Regions from separate parts of the Rattus norvegicus genome. Here region 1 is linked to region 2. A link is a contact called in public Hi-C data. All regions are on one chromosome and are shown on one strand. The core of a region is the stretch at or near the end of the contact, and the rest is flanking DNA. Distances in the headings are between cores, read along the strand shown. Region 1 holds the start of Ube2d2 (ubiquitin-conjugating enzyme E2D 2). Region 2 holds the start of Matr3 (matrin 3).

Region 1 (5,898 bases), core at 2,128-4,627, 200 kb after region 2:
TTTGGGAGAGAGTCTCCTTTTGTAGCTCTGGCTGTCCTGGAACTCTCTATGTAGATCCTTGAACTCACAGAGATCTATCTATCAGCCTCTGCCTCTAGGACTAAAGGGGTACACCACTATAACTATCACACCAGGCCGAGCAATGTGTTTAGAATGTATTCCTGCCTGCTCCCCAAACTCTTCCTTTCCCCTTTCATTCAATTTTCTCTCTCTTTTTTTTTTTTTTTTTTTTGGTTCTTTTTTTCGGAGCTGGGGACCGAACCCAGGGCCTTGCGCTTCCTAGGTAAGCGCTCTACCACTGAGCTAAATCCCCAGCCCCGATTTTCTCTTTTTTTAAACCATCAAAACCAATTTGTACTGCTCAACTATCCTTGGCTGTGTGATGTCACCTTTCACTGAGGATCTTGTCAGTGACTGCCATCTTCTATCAGCTAACAACTGTCAATGACTCCACAGCTTGGCTGTGGTGGGGATTAGTGACCAGTTACTCTCTATGCTGGGATTTGATCTGTTTTGGCTTGGCCAGGTATTGTAGATGCTGTCACAGACACCATGAGGTCATATGTGCAGCTCCTCTTGTATCCAGAAGACACTGTTTTCTTTGGAGTCATCCATTGTTTCTGACTCTTATACTTTTTCTGCCTCCTCTTCTGTAGTGGGAGGGGGGAATGGGGAATATAAGTTTCATTTTGAGCTGGGCACTCCTAATTCTCTTATTTTTTGTACCTTGGCCGGTTGTGGCCATCTCCTGCAAATAGAAGCTTCTCTGATAAGGGCTGATAGACGCGTTAATTTATGGGAATAACCTAAGTCATTAGGAGTTAGATTAATACTATGTCCTTAAGACAAAAATAATAGTAGCTTCTCCCCAAGGGCCTAGACTGGGGTGTGAGAGACAGAGGTGATAGACAGCACATACCTGGAATCCAGCACACAGTGGGTAGAGCCGGGATAATGAAGTACTCAAGGGCACTCCCAAGTACATAGTTTGAAGCTAGATTGAGACCCTGATTAAATGTCGTATAGCAATTTCCTCTGAAGTTCATTAAGTTCTGGGGACTTCTAAGGAGGCACATTAAGACTGGGAATTCTAACGGAAAATGCTTTAAAGCTCAGAAAGCAGCTAGCTGTGGTGGTGCGCACCTGTAATTCAGCACTCAGGAGGCAGAGGTAGGTAGATCTTTGTGAGTTTGAGGTCAGCCTAGTCTATATAGCAAGTTCTAGAACAGCCAGGGCTACATAGTGAGGCCCTCCCTTCAAACCAACCAACCAACCAACCAAAAACAACTTGGAGAGTAAACAACCCAGGAGTCTTAGGAAGTCCCTGAAACTGACCAGATACACAAGGCTGCCCCCACCCTAAGAATATATAAAGACTTGGAGGAGACAGACCAACTGAGCTTCTTGGAAGAAGGCACTAGAGACCTATAAGGAACAAAGACCAGTGTACACCCTAGGATATATTCCAAGTTATGAAGCTGCCTGCAAGTCATACAGTAAGTTCCAGGGCTTTACAAAGCTGCCACTGTGCTGGGATAGGCTTTCAGAAATGCAGCTGCCTTTGGGTCACCCCTGCTCCTCTAAGTAATCCCAAGGAAACGCATTGGTTCACCATGTTGGACTTCGTTAGTATTCTTACTTTGGTCTGTAGTCAGTTCTTTATCCAAAGTGAGTTAAATATCCATTAAATGTCTCCTACCCACACACCCTTATTTTTAATAATAAGGCTAGAAACTACTTAAAACCTTCTTTTTTTTTTTTTTTTTTGAAACAGCTTTTTTTTTTTCCCCCCCCGGAGCTGGGGACTGAACCCAGGGCCTTACGCTTCCTAGGCAAGCGCTCTACCACTGAGCTAAATCCCCAACCCCGGAAACAGCTTTTGAAAACAACTATTTGGGCTGGAGAGATGGCTCAGTTGTTAAGAGCACCGACTGCTCTTCCCAAGGTCCTGAGTTCAAATCCCAGCAACCACATGGTGGCTCACAACCATCTGAAACAAGTCTGATGCCCTCTTCTGGTGTGTCTGAAGATAGCAACAGTGTAATCATAATATATAATAAATAAATAAAATATTTAACAAAAAAAAGAAAACAACTATTTTATTTTTATGTATGTATTTCTCTGAGTGCACATGAGTACAGAGGCCATAGGTGTTGGAAACCCTAGGGCTGGAGTCACAGGTAATTTTAATTCTGAGGTGGGTGCTGGAAACCAACCTCTTATCCTCTGCAAGAGCAATGTGTACCGTTAACCATTGAACAATCTCTCTTGTACCTAGAAACAGCATTTTAAAAAAAAAGTTTCCCGAAATGGGCTCAGTAAAATACATGTCATCTTTTTTGAAGTTACATTCGTGAGGGTAAGTACTGCCTGCGTGTGTACCTGTGCTTGGATGCGGAGGTCACGGGATAACTTGGAATAGGTTCTCTCCTTTCCTCAAGTCGGTCTCAGGGATCCAACTCAGGTCACCAGGCTCAGCAGCAAACACCATCACCCACAAAGCTATAGACAACTCCTATTTTGCTTTTTAAGTACAAAAATGTCATCATCACGAAAAAAATTACAAATCAGACATGAAGGCATTTTTGTGCCTCTTTCTTCACATTTCAAAAAGACTTGGGCCTACATAATGTCCCTCCTCATACAGAACCTCTAACTTACAGATTCTGTGTGACTGACTAACTAAGGTTTTTGCCTTTGGGGGTCCACCTCTCTAAGGAGAGGTGATCGACTTTGCCACTTGTTATGAAACCTTGCCAAAAATCCTTTTTGTATTTCTTCATTCTACACGGCCTATTTCCTAACGCTAACAAGTCAGTGGTTGCGTATATAACATTCGAGTCATGTCCAGCTGAGGTCTTTTTTTGCGGGGGACGGGCAGTCTCAGGGCTCCCTGTGCAAGCAAGTTCTAGGACCCTCTTTTTTGGGTGGCAGTGAGGCTGAAGAGTTGTGTGACCTTAGAAAAGTCCCTTTCTTTTTCAGGAAAGTGACAGTCGGATTAGTTACTTCCAAGTCTGATGGTGATTAAACAATGTGGAAAACCCGTGCCTTTAAGCGTTTCTCGTTCTTTGAAGGCGCAGGCACACAGGGTACCAGAAGCTGACTTCAGGCCTTGGCGGGAGGAGGGGGCGTCTAGAACCCGCGCCTAAACTCTCGCGAGATCTCCTGCCTCGCGACGTCATCCCCTCTGCGGCTGTGCCTGCGCCGGCGCCTGCGCAGGCGCGTACGGTACTGGCAGGGGCGGCCCGTATCCCTCCGCCGCCGGCGCGGCCCGGCCCTCCCTCCCAGGCCCGCCAATCCCGGAGCCTCCCGACCTGTCCCTCGGTCTGGGCCCACCCCGCGCTCCGGCAGCCCCACCCCGGCGGCGCCGCCCGCCCGCGCGTCCCTTAGTCCACCTGCACCAGGCAGGAAAGCAGGCTTCCCTGGCTTCGCCACCGTAAGTCGCTCGGCGATCCTGGAGCTTGGGGCTCTTCCTCCCAGGCGGAGGGATCCACGGCAGCCGAGGAGGCGGCGCTGAGCCTACGAGGAAGAGGCAGGCTACGGCGGCGGCGGCTGTGGCAGCAGCGCATAAAGGGGCCGCCGCCGGGTGATGCGGTGACCGCTGCGGCAGGCCCAGAAGCTGAGTGGGCCTCGGCCCTCAGCTCGTCGTATCCGCGCTCCGGAGCTCCCCGTTCTCCGGTCGACTCGCGACCGCTCGGGCGGTCTCAAGCCCCTTAGCCCCTTCCCCGTCCCTCCCCCGTCCCCGTCCCCGCCCCGGGGCCAGCCGCCACCGTTTCCCACCATGGCTCTGAAGAGAATCCACAAGGTAAGCGGCCAGGGGTTTACTGTGGGAATGGGCCGCTGGGCGGGCCCGCTGAATAGGCTGCGGCCTGCACTTCCCGCGGTCGCCTCCACTGGGCTCGCGGCGTCTGGTTCCTTCTGCCGGCGCCGGCCCCAGGGGGCGGCCTTCACACCCCACTCCCAGAGATGGCGCCCAGGGAGGCCCGGGCACGGGGCCCTTGCTTAGGCCGAAGTTGCTCTTGTCTTCGCAGCCTTCATCCCCGACGCCCTTCCAGGCCTCCCTTCAGCCTGAGACTTGATGCTCTCTGGGGCTATTGTCCGGCCGAGAAAGGACTTGGGGCGGCGTAGGGCGGGTGGGGGGCAGGGGTGGAGCGGCTGGTAGTTGGGCGGCCCTGTGATCCGAGGTCGATAGGACTGCTCGCCCAGTCCGTCCCCCTACTCTGGCGCCCTTCAAGAGCTGCCTGAGATCGAGGACATAGTCAGGCCGACCAGAGGGCCCATTTGCTCGATCCACGAATGTTCTTTTGAGTTCACTTAACTCTGGGTCAGCTAGCTGGTCACGAAAGTCCACCTTACTGGTCTAGAAAGTGGAGTAGGAAGTCCGAGGTAAGAAAATGCCACTCGGGGAGAGGAGGGAATTAAGTGGAGAAGGGTTTTATTCCTTGGGATTGGTGTATGTCTTCAGAAACTAACCCTTCAGTTTTGCAGGATTGGATCTAGTGGAACAACTGGTAGACAGTAGAAGCCATTCGGTTCAGAAAAAAACCGAACTTTGAAAACCGCCAGAGAAATCCCTTTCACAGATTTCTCCCAAAATGATTTTAATGCTGAAATTAGATGCAATGTTCGAGAAGACTCCCCGATTTAGAAGGGATTTTGCTCTATTTTTGGTTAGAAATAATTTCTTAACTCTTTTAAGTGAAAGGTTATCCATTTATTTAATAAATAATGAGATTTAACACTGTGGAGAGCATTGACTTCGATTCAAATTTAGGGCACCCTGATGTTAACTTCTTAGTATCACTTAGTGATACTTTTCTTTCCTCTTGGAAATAGGAAGTTACCCCCTGATGAGTTTTGCTTGGTGTTTTATTTGGCTCCTCAGATGGGCTATATTAAATCATTATCATATGAGTAAGTGGCTGGACCTGGGATTACCCCTAACGACCGGTGGGATAAGAATGCAAAAGAATGGAGGATGAAGTAAACACAGAATGACGAGTAGACTGTTCAGTAACTGGTCCTCATTTATTCTTCATTCAAGACCTTGTGGAATTAATTCCTTTCCTTACTGTGAATTAGCATCTTACAACTTTTGTTTTCTTTGATTTCTTAGAACTCAAAGGGCAGACTTTAGATAGTAAATCTTGTACTAAAATGAAGGGCCATTGCTCAAGTTTGAACTTTAACGAAAGAAAAACAGTGTAAGGGATAAGAACAAAGTAAAAGATAAACATCCAAGTAACATGTATATATATATTTCTAAGACTTTAGTAGTCTTTATGGAGTCTAATTGAAAGTTACCAGTTTGAATAGTGTTGAGTTAGACCTGTAAAGAATGCCTACCAAAGATGGGGAAAGGGGAGTTTGGTTTGTGATAATTTGTAGAGATACTTCTTTTTTAAAAGGTAGAGTCTCACTAGCTCTGGCTGGCTTGGAACTTTTAACTCTGGCTGCCCTCAACTCCAAGACCCACTTGCCTCTGTCTTTGGAGTGCTGAGATTATACCATCAAGTTAATAGCTTTTAGTGTTTATATTAATATCTGTGCTATACAGACTTCTTCAGAGATGACACTGACTCAAAACATACATTTAAATCTTAGAATAACATTTGTCCTCCTAATATAGTTTCTGTTGCTGTGTTTTGTTTTGTTTTCTCTTCTCTGTGTAACAGCTCTGGCTGTGTGCTGGTCTCAAACTCTCAAATCTGCTTGCCCCTCTGCCTTCCCAGTGCCAGGAGTAAGTGTGTGCATCACCACAGCCTTCTCCTGTTGCTGTTTTTGAGTTAGGCTGTCACTGCTGGTATTGGTCCTGAGTCCTGGGATTCAGGCATGTACCACCACCACCATACCTGCCTTCACATCTTTTTGTATAGTACTAGGGATTGAATCCAAGAT
Region 2 (5,737 bases), core at 316-2,815:
ACATTGGAAAATCCCATCATATATCTGCACCAGGCTGGTCACCTAGACCTTTAAAAACTCTTAGCAATTTTTCCTGCTTTGAAGGCTTTATTCTTACCATCCCTGGTGGAGGCCACACCACTGAAGCCCAAATAAGAGTCCCTGCTCATAGCCTAACCCTCCTTAAGGCCAAATGTCTGCCTCATCAGAGGATGGTCTTCCTAACTTTGTATCCCCAAGCTATTAAAATGTACTTTATGAATACAATCTTCCAAATCGTTTTTGTGATGAATCTCCTAGGACCAGTAATTTGTCTTCCACTATACTACAGATCTTCAATAAAAAAGTGTTTGATTTCTTTGAAATCAAGAGATGCCATTAGAGTTTTGCAAATGTTTGATAAAGTGTATTGTGACTTGAAATTTGACAGGGAGATCTTGGTATTTCAATGACCGTTGAGTCTTGTTATCACTTGAAACCATGATCTTGGTTATAGCTTTTATTCCTGTCCTCCAACACAGAGTTTAACTTGTTCCACATATAATTGTCAGAAAAAACTAAAATTGATTAATACCCTTGTCCCCCAACAAAACTTTAAATTTCATCTCTATTCTGATGTCTTTAGAGACATTTCTATTAGTGACTTCTATAGTAGTTTGTTTCCTTTTTCCAGCCTCCCCTTATGTAAGATGTCTCTCTGCCAATTGTATTTAATAGCTATGGCTTCTGTCATAACGAACTGATTTCTGTTTCTGCAGTCCTCATTGAACCCTGTTTTCCTTTAATACAACATCTATTAGTCAAGTTGCTAACTGGGAGGCTGAGCCTTGCATCTTTTAAACTGTCAAAATGATCTGGTTTTGCATAAGTAGCATTGCCACCCCACAGAAAGCTGCCCATAGCTATGTAGGAAGATTCTCTGCCTTCCAAATTCTAAGTTCTTGGAGGGTGTTTTTAGCCTGCTGGACTTTATATTATCTCAAAACGGGAGAATCGTGGATTTTATAAATGACCAGCATCTCAGCTCCCAGGCCCTTAGCCATTAGGAGCAGAAACTCTGGTTAAATAACTAAAACTTTATTTTTCCTCACTCTCACTCTTCCTTCCGCTCTTCCCCTCTCTCTCTCTCTCTCTCTCTCTCTCTCTCTCTCTCTCTCTCTCTCTCTCTCTCTCTCCCCCTCTCTTCCTCTCCTGGCTTGACACGATAAAAAAAAAAAAATAACTAAAACTTTAGTTCATTCTGGTTACATGTCCTCATTGGAGAATGTAGAGAGTCCCACCTAACGCTGCTAACTTATATTTTGCAGCATTATGTAGATGTTGAGATGCAGAGCATTTTTCAGAGAGGTATTCGAACCTGTAGACTATCTGGTGCCACCTTCCCGCCTTCGCGGGAAGAGGGAACGTTCCTAAGCCTTGGAGAACAACGCGGGCCGCGTGGGTGTCAGGTGCCCACCCCACGCAGGAGGAGGGGCCTAGCGCGTGCCGAACTAGAACTGGGGCGGGGGTGGGAACGGGCGCTCTCGCGAGATTTGGTTCTCGTTCAGTCACCACCTCCTGCCAGCGCCGTTGCTGCGGGGGATTGTGGGAGCCTCCGCGTCCCGCTCGCTGAGAGAGGTATCTCTCCTTTTCCCTCTCCCTTCCCCTAAGGTAGGCGTGAAGAGGGTAAGAGTCCGGGTGGGTGGCTGGGGGCTCTCTGCGTCTTTTCAGAGCCGGACGGCCGCCGTGGCTGAGGCTGTAGGGAGCTGGCACGCCGCTCCTGCTCTCTCCGGCTCGTCCGTTCTGCCTCCTTCGGCGCTGCGTATGTGAGCCGCCCGAGCGGCGGCCGCCATGTTAGGAGTGTAGTGGCGGCGCAGCCTGCCTCCTCGGGCGGCGGAGGTGAGCAGTTGTAGTGGAAGGTACGCAGCCAGGCAGCGGCCCGGGATGCTGCGGGAGAGCCGAGGGGCCGGAGGTGTGCTTGTCCGCCGAGCGTCCTGCGCCCTAGACTCGCAGTGGGCGGGGGCGGGACGAGCCCGTTACACGCGGGCCGCGGCGCTGAGGAGGAGGGAGGAGCGTTCGAAGCCTGAGGGACCGACCGACCGTCCACTGGGGCCTGCCATTTGAGGAGGATAGTTAAAGCTAAGTAAAAGTCCGTGGGAGCGCAGGTCCCGTATAGTGCGTTTGCCGTTTTTCCTCTGAAAAAGTACCCAAAATGGAGGATTTCGTAGGATGTGAAAAGCTTGCGTGTTTTGACCAACGTTTCTTTCTCCGGCGTCAAAATTCTGCCATTCCTCATCCACCGCCTTGTATTGCCCCATTCCCAAGACTCCCGCGTCCCTCGCCCGCGCGCGTTTTAGCCAGACATCTGGAACAATTCCTCCCCACCCCCACCCCCACCCCCACCCCCCCGCAGTTGCGTAAAAATGGCCGAAAATGAAACGTTAACGCTAGGATTTTGAATTGCGTCTTTGGTAAAGCTCTTTGCATGCTAGGTTATTTGTTTATTTAATCAGTTCCCACACATTTCTTTTCACTATTAAAATAGTCCAGGTTCCTCTGGACAGGATCGTGTGTTGTGGGACCTTCCGGTTTTCAGACAAAGGGTTTGGAGAACCGTGGTTTTGTAGTCCTTCAATCTTTTCACTGATAGTGCTTTGCCATGCTTTTGTGTTTTTCTTTTACCGTAGGTGTTTGTTCCTTAGGCGGGTTTCCTGTTCTGTGAGTGTCTTGTGGAATAGCCCCTTCTGTGGAATATTTCTATATTGGATAGGTTACAGTTATTTATCTAGACGTTTCTAGAAGGTCTAGATGTGGTTCTGTAATTTCTAGTCTTTCTGGAGCCCTGAAATTTCGTGTCGCTGGTTTCATAGGAAATGTTCGTAGGATTTTTTTTTTAATTTGATGCTGCGTGCTGCATATTTAAATGGGCTAACTTGTCAGTCGGCCCAACATGTTTCGCCCAGGTAAATTTAGACTTGACTATGCGGGCAAAATTTAATTATATCTTAGGCGGTTTTCCATAGGTGTTGAAAAAGCTCCTAATTGCTGGGCGTAATGACGAATATCTGTAATAAATAGCGTCACTCAAGAGAACAAGCAGGAGAATTGCCCTGACTTAGGGCCAGTCTGGGTGATAACAAGATTGTCTCAAAACATTATTGTACTAGCAGTTAAGTCACTCCGCGTTATGTAGATTTCTTTTCGAGACAGCTGGAGGCTGTTTTTGAGTGGCTGTACCTCTTGTCTTAACTTCCTTAGAGCTGAATTACCTACAGGCTTGTGCCACCACGCCCTGCCAGTTCTCTTCATAACTTTTGAACATTAGCATTTCAGGAATTTAGAAGGGAGGAGAAAGTGTTTTACTGCAAAAAACCCCAAGGTTGCCTTTGCACTTAAATGTTTTTACCAACGCAGATGTCACCAAAGTACTACGAGAAGATTAATCTGGTTGGTTATATAATCCTTAAAAAACATAGTTTTTGCCCAACAGGTAACAGGTTTTGCATTGAGATTAAAGAAGGAGTGCAGTGATAATATATCGTACATAATTGTGGAAGTATCATGGTTCACATAAATGCTGTGGTAGAAGAGAGATTAAGTCTTTTTTTTTTTTTTTTTGAGACAGTTTTTTTTTTTTTTTCTAGAATTAGACCAGGCTGGCTTCGAACTCACAAGAAAGAGATTGACCTGCTGCTGCCTCCTGAGCACTGAAGTTAAATGATGTTCATTACCATTCCCAGCTTGAGAATTTAAGTCTTAATTTTATAATGACAATGCTACCAGTGTGGCCCTTAAAAAATAGTCCTTAAAATGGAAAGGTTGCACTTAAAGGAATTTATCCTAACAGTCAGATTGTGTTTGGTAAACATTAATAATGGCGGTTTTAAAGAATGCTATTTTAACTTGATTGAGTTGAGTGGTTTCACTCTTAATCAGTTATGAACAAAGGTTCGGGGCTTGTTGGTAGGCACATAAAATTTGACTCTGAAAACTTCAGTTTGTTGGGGGGATCTGTGTTATTTCGAAATGGAAATCTATACAGCTACTTTTAAATAACATTTTAAGAGGAGAGTAATATGCTTATACCATTACCTGGAAAGGAAAGTATCACTGATGTCGACTTTGATTTATTGAAGAAATGTGTTAAAGAAAAAATGCACCCAAAAATCTTGTCTCTGAAGATTAATATACTAGGGTTGATTTCTTGCCTGGTAATTTTTTGAAATATGAAAGTTACATTTACTATTTGGGGGTTTTGTTGTGTGTTGGATTATGGTCTTGGCGCTATAACCCAGTCTGGCCTCCAGCTTTTCCTGCTTCTGTCTCCCAAGTGCTAAGACAGCAGGTATGTGCCATTTGCTTTAGTAATCTGGAAAAATGAGTATGTAGGTATACATGACAGAGGTCCTAATCAGATCAGACTCTGATAGGTTTTAGTATCATACATTTTTAAGAATTAAGATAAAAGTAAACTAGCTTCTAACAAACTGGAAATTGGAATGTTCAGAAATGACAAAAATCTAGTACATCTGAACAGAATATGTTCTCTTTGTTTTAAAATTCCTTTTTGTTTTTATTTTTGAAACTGAGTTTCCTTGTGTAGATCAGGCTAGCCTCAGTCTCAGAGATTGCTGCTGCTGTTGCTGCTTCCCCAACACTGGGATTAAAGGCATGCAACACCACAAGCTGTTCTGAAATAAAAAAATGTGTGAAAAACTAAAAGTGGAACAGAAAGAAACCACAATGGAGAAAATTATCTGGAATAAAATGCATAGTATCACCTCTCTGCCCCTCAAATCCAGTTAAGGTCAGTATATGTCAATCAGGAGCACATACAGAAAATATAGTTTCTGGTTTTTTTTGTTTGTTTGTTTTTTGTTTTTAAAACAGAGTCTTGCTATGTAACTTCTTGTATTTGTGCAGGAACAAATGCAGGCTCACATGTATGGACCTTCTATCTTATTTGAGGTAGAATTACACTCCACTCTGCTTTGTACTCCAAGCTATCTAGCCTTCCAACTTTTGGATCTCTCTGACTCCCGTCTCCTGTAGAAGTGCTGGGATTACAGATGTTCATCCTCTGCACTTGAGTTGTCCTCAAACAGTTTTACTAAGTCATTTCTAGCCCTGTGCTGCTAACTTTTATTAAAGCCTTCTGCAAGATTTAATGAGTGGCAGATTTTTTTTAAAAAAGTATATATATTGTTTTTATGATTCTAAGTATTGATTCTATGACCTTACACATTAAGTGCTCTACCAGTGAACTACATCCCAGCCTCCAAATGAAATGTTTTTTAAAAAATTTTGTGTGTGTGCGTGTGTATGCGCACACTGCATATGTGCTTTTTTTTTTTTTTTTTTTTTTTTTAGTTTTTTCCGGAGCTGGGGATCGAACCCAGGGCCTTGCGCCTGCTAGGCAAGCCCTCTACCGCTGAGCTAAATCCCCAACCCTACTGCATATGTGCTTAATGCCCATAGAGGGTATACCTTGAAACTAAAGTTACTGGTTGTGAGCCACCATGTGGGTGCTGGGTTTATCCTTTGAAAGAATAAACTGTTCTTTTTTTTTTTTTTTTTTTTTTTTTTTTTAGATTTATTTTATTTATTATATATATAAGTACACTGTAGCTGTCTTCAGATACACCAGAAGGGGGCATCAGATCTCTTTACAGATGGTTGTGAGCCACCATGTGGTTGCTGGGAATTGAACTCATGACCTCTGGAAGAGCAGTCGGGTGCTCTTAACCGCTGAGCCATCTCTCCAGCCCTAAACTGTGTT

The links. A called contact is a pair of places that touch in the nucleus more often than the background predicts.
Region 1: a Hi-C map of liver shows a contact between it and region 2, with 3 times the contacts expected there. The contact joins the promoter of Ube2d2 here to the promoter of Matr3 in region 2. A contact is called at or near these places in 2 of 12 Hi-C or Micro-C datasets (both in liver).

What each region holds. Positions count from the first base shown.
Region 1 is chr18:27,635,022-27,640,919 of GRCr8, forward strand. Ube2d2 (ubiquitin-conjugating enzyme E2D 2) reads left to right here and starts at 3,378. Exons shown (of 7, transcript NM_001393772.1): 1 at 3,378-3,805. The coding sequence starts at 3,782.
Region 2 is chr18:27,436,259-27,441,995 of GRCr8, forward strand. Matr3 (matrin 3) reads left to right here and starts at 1,566. Exons shown (of 15, transcript NM_019149.3): 1 at 1,566-1,629.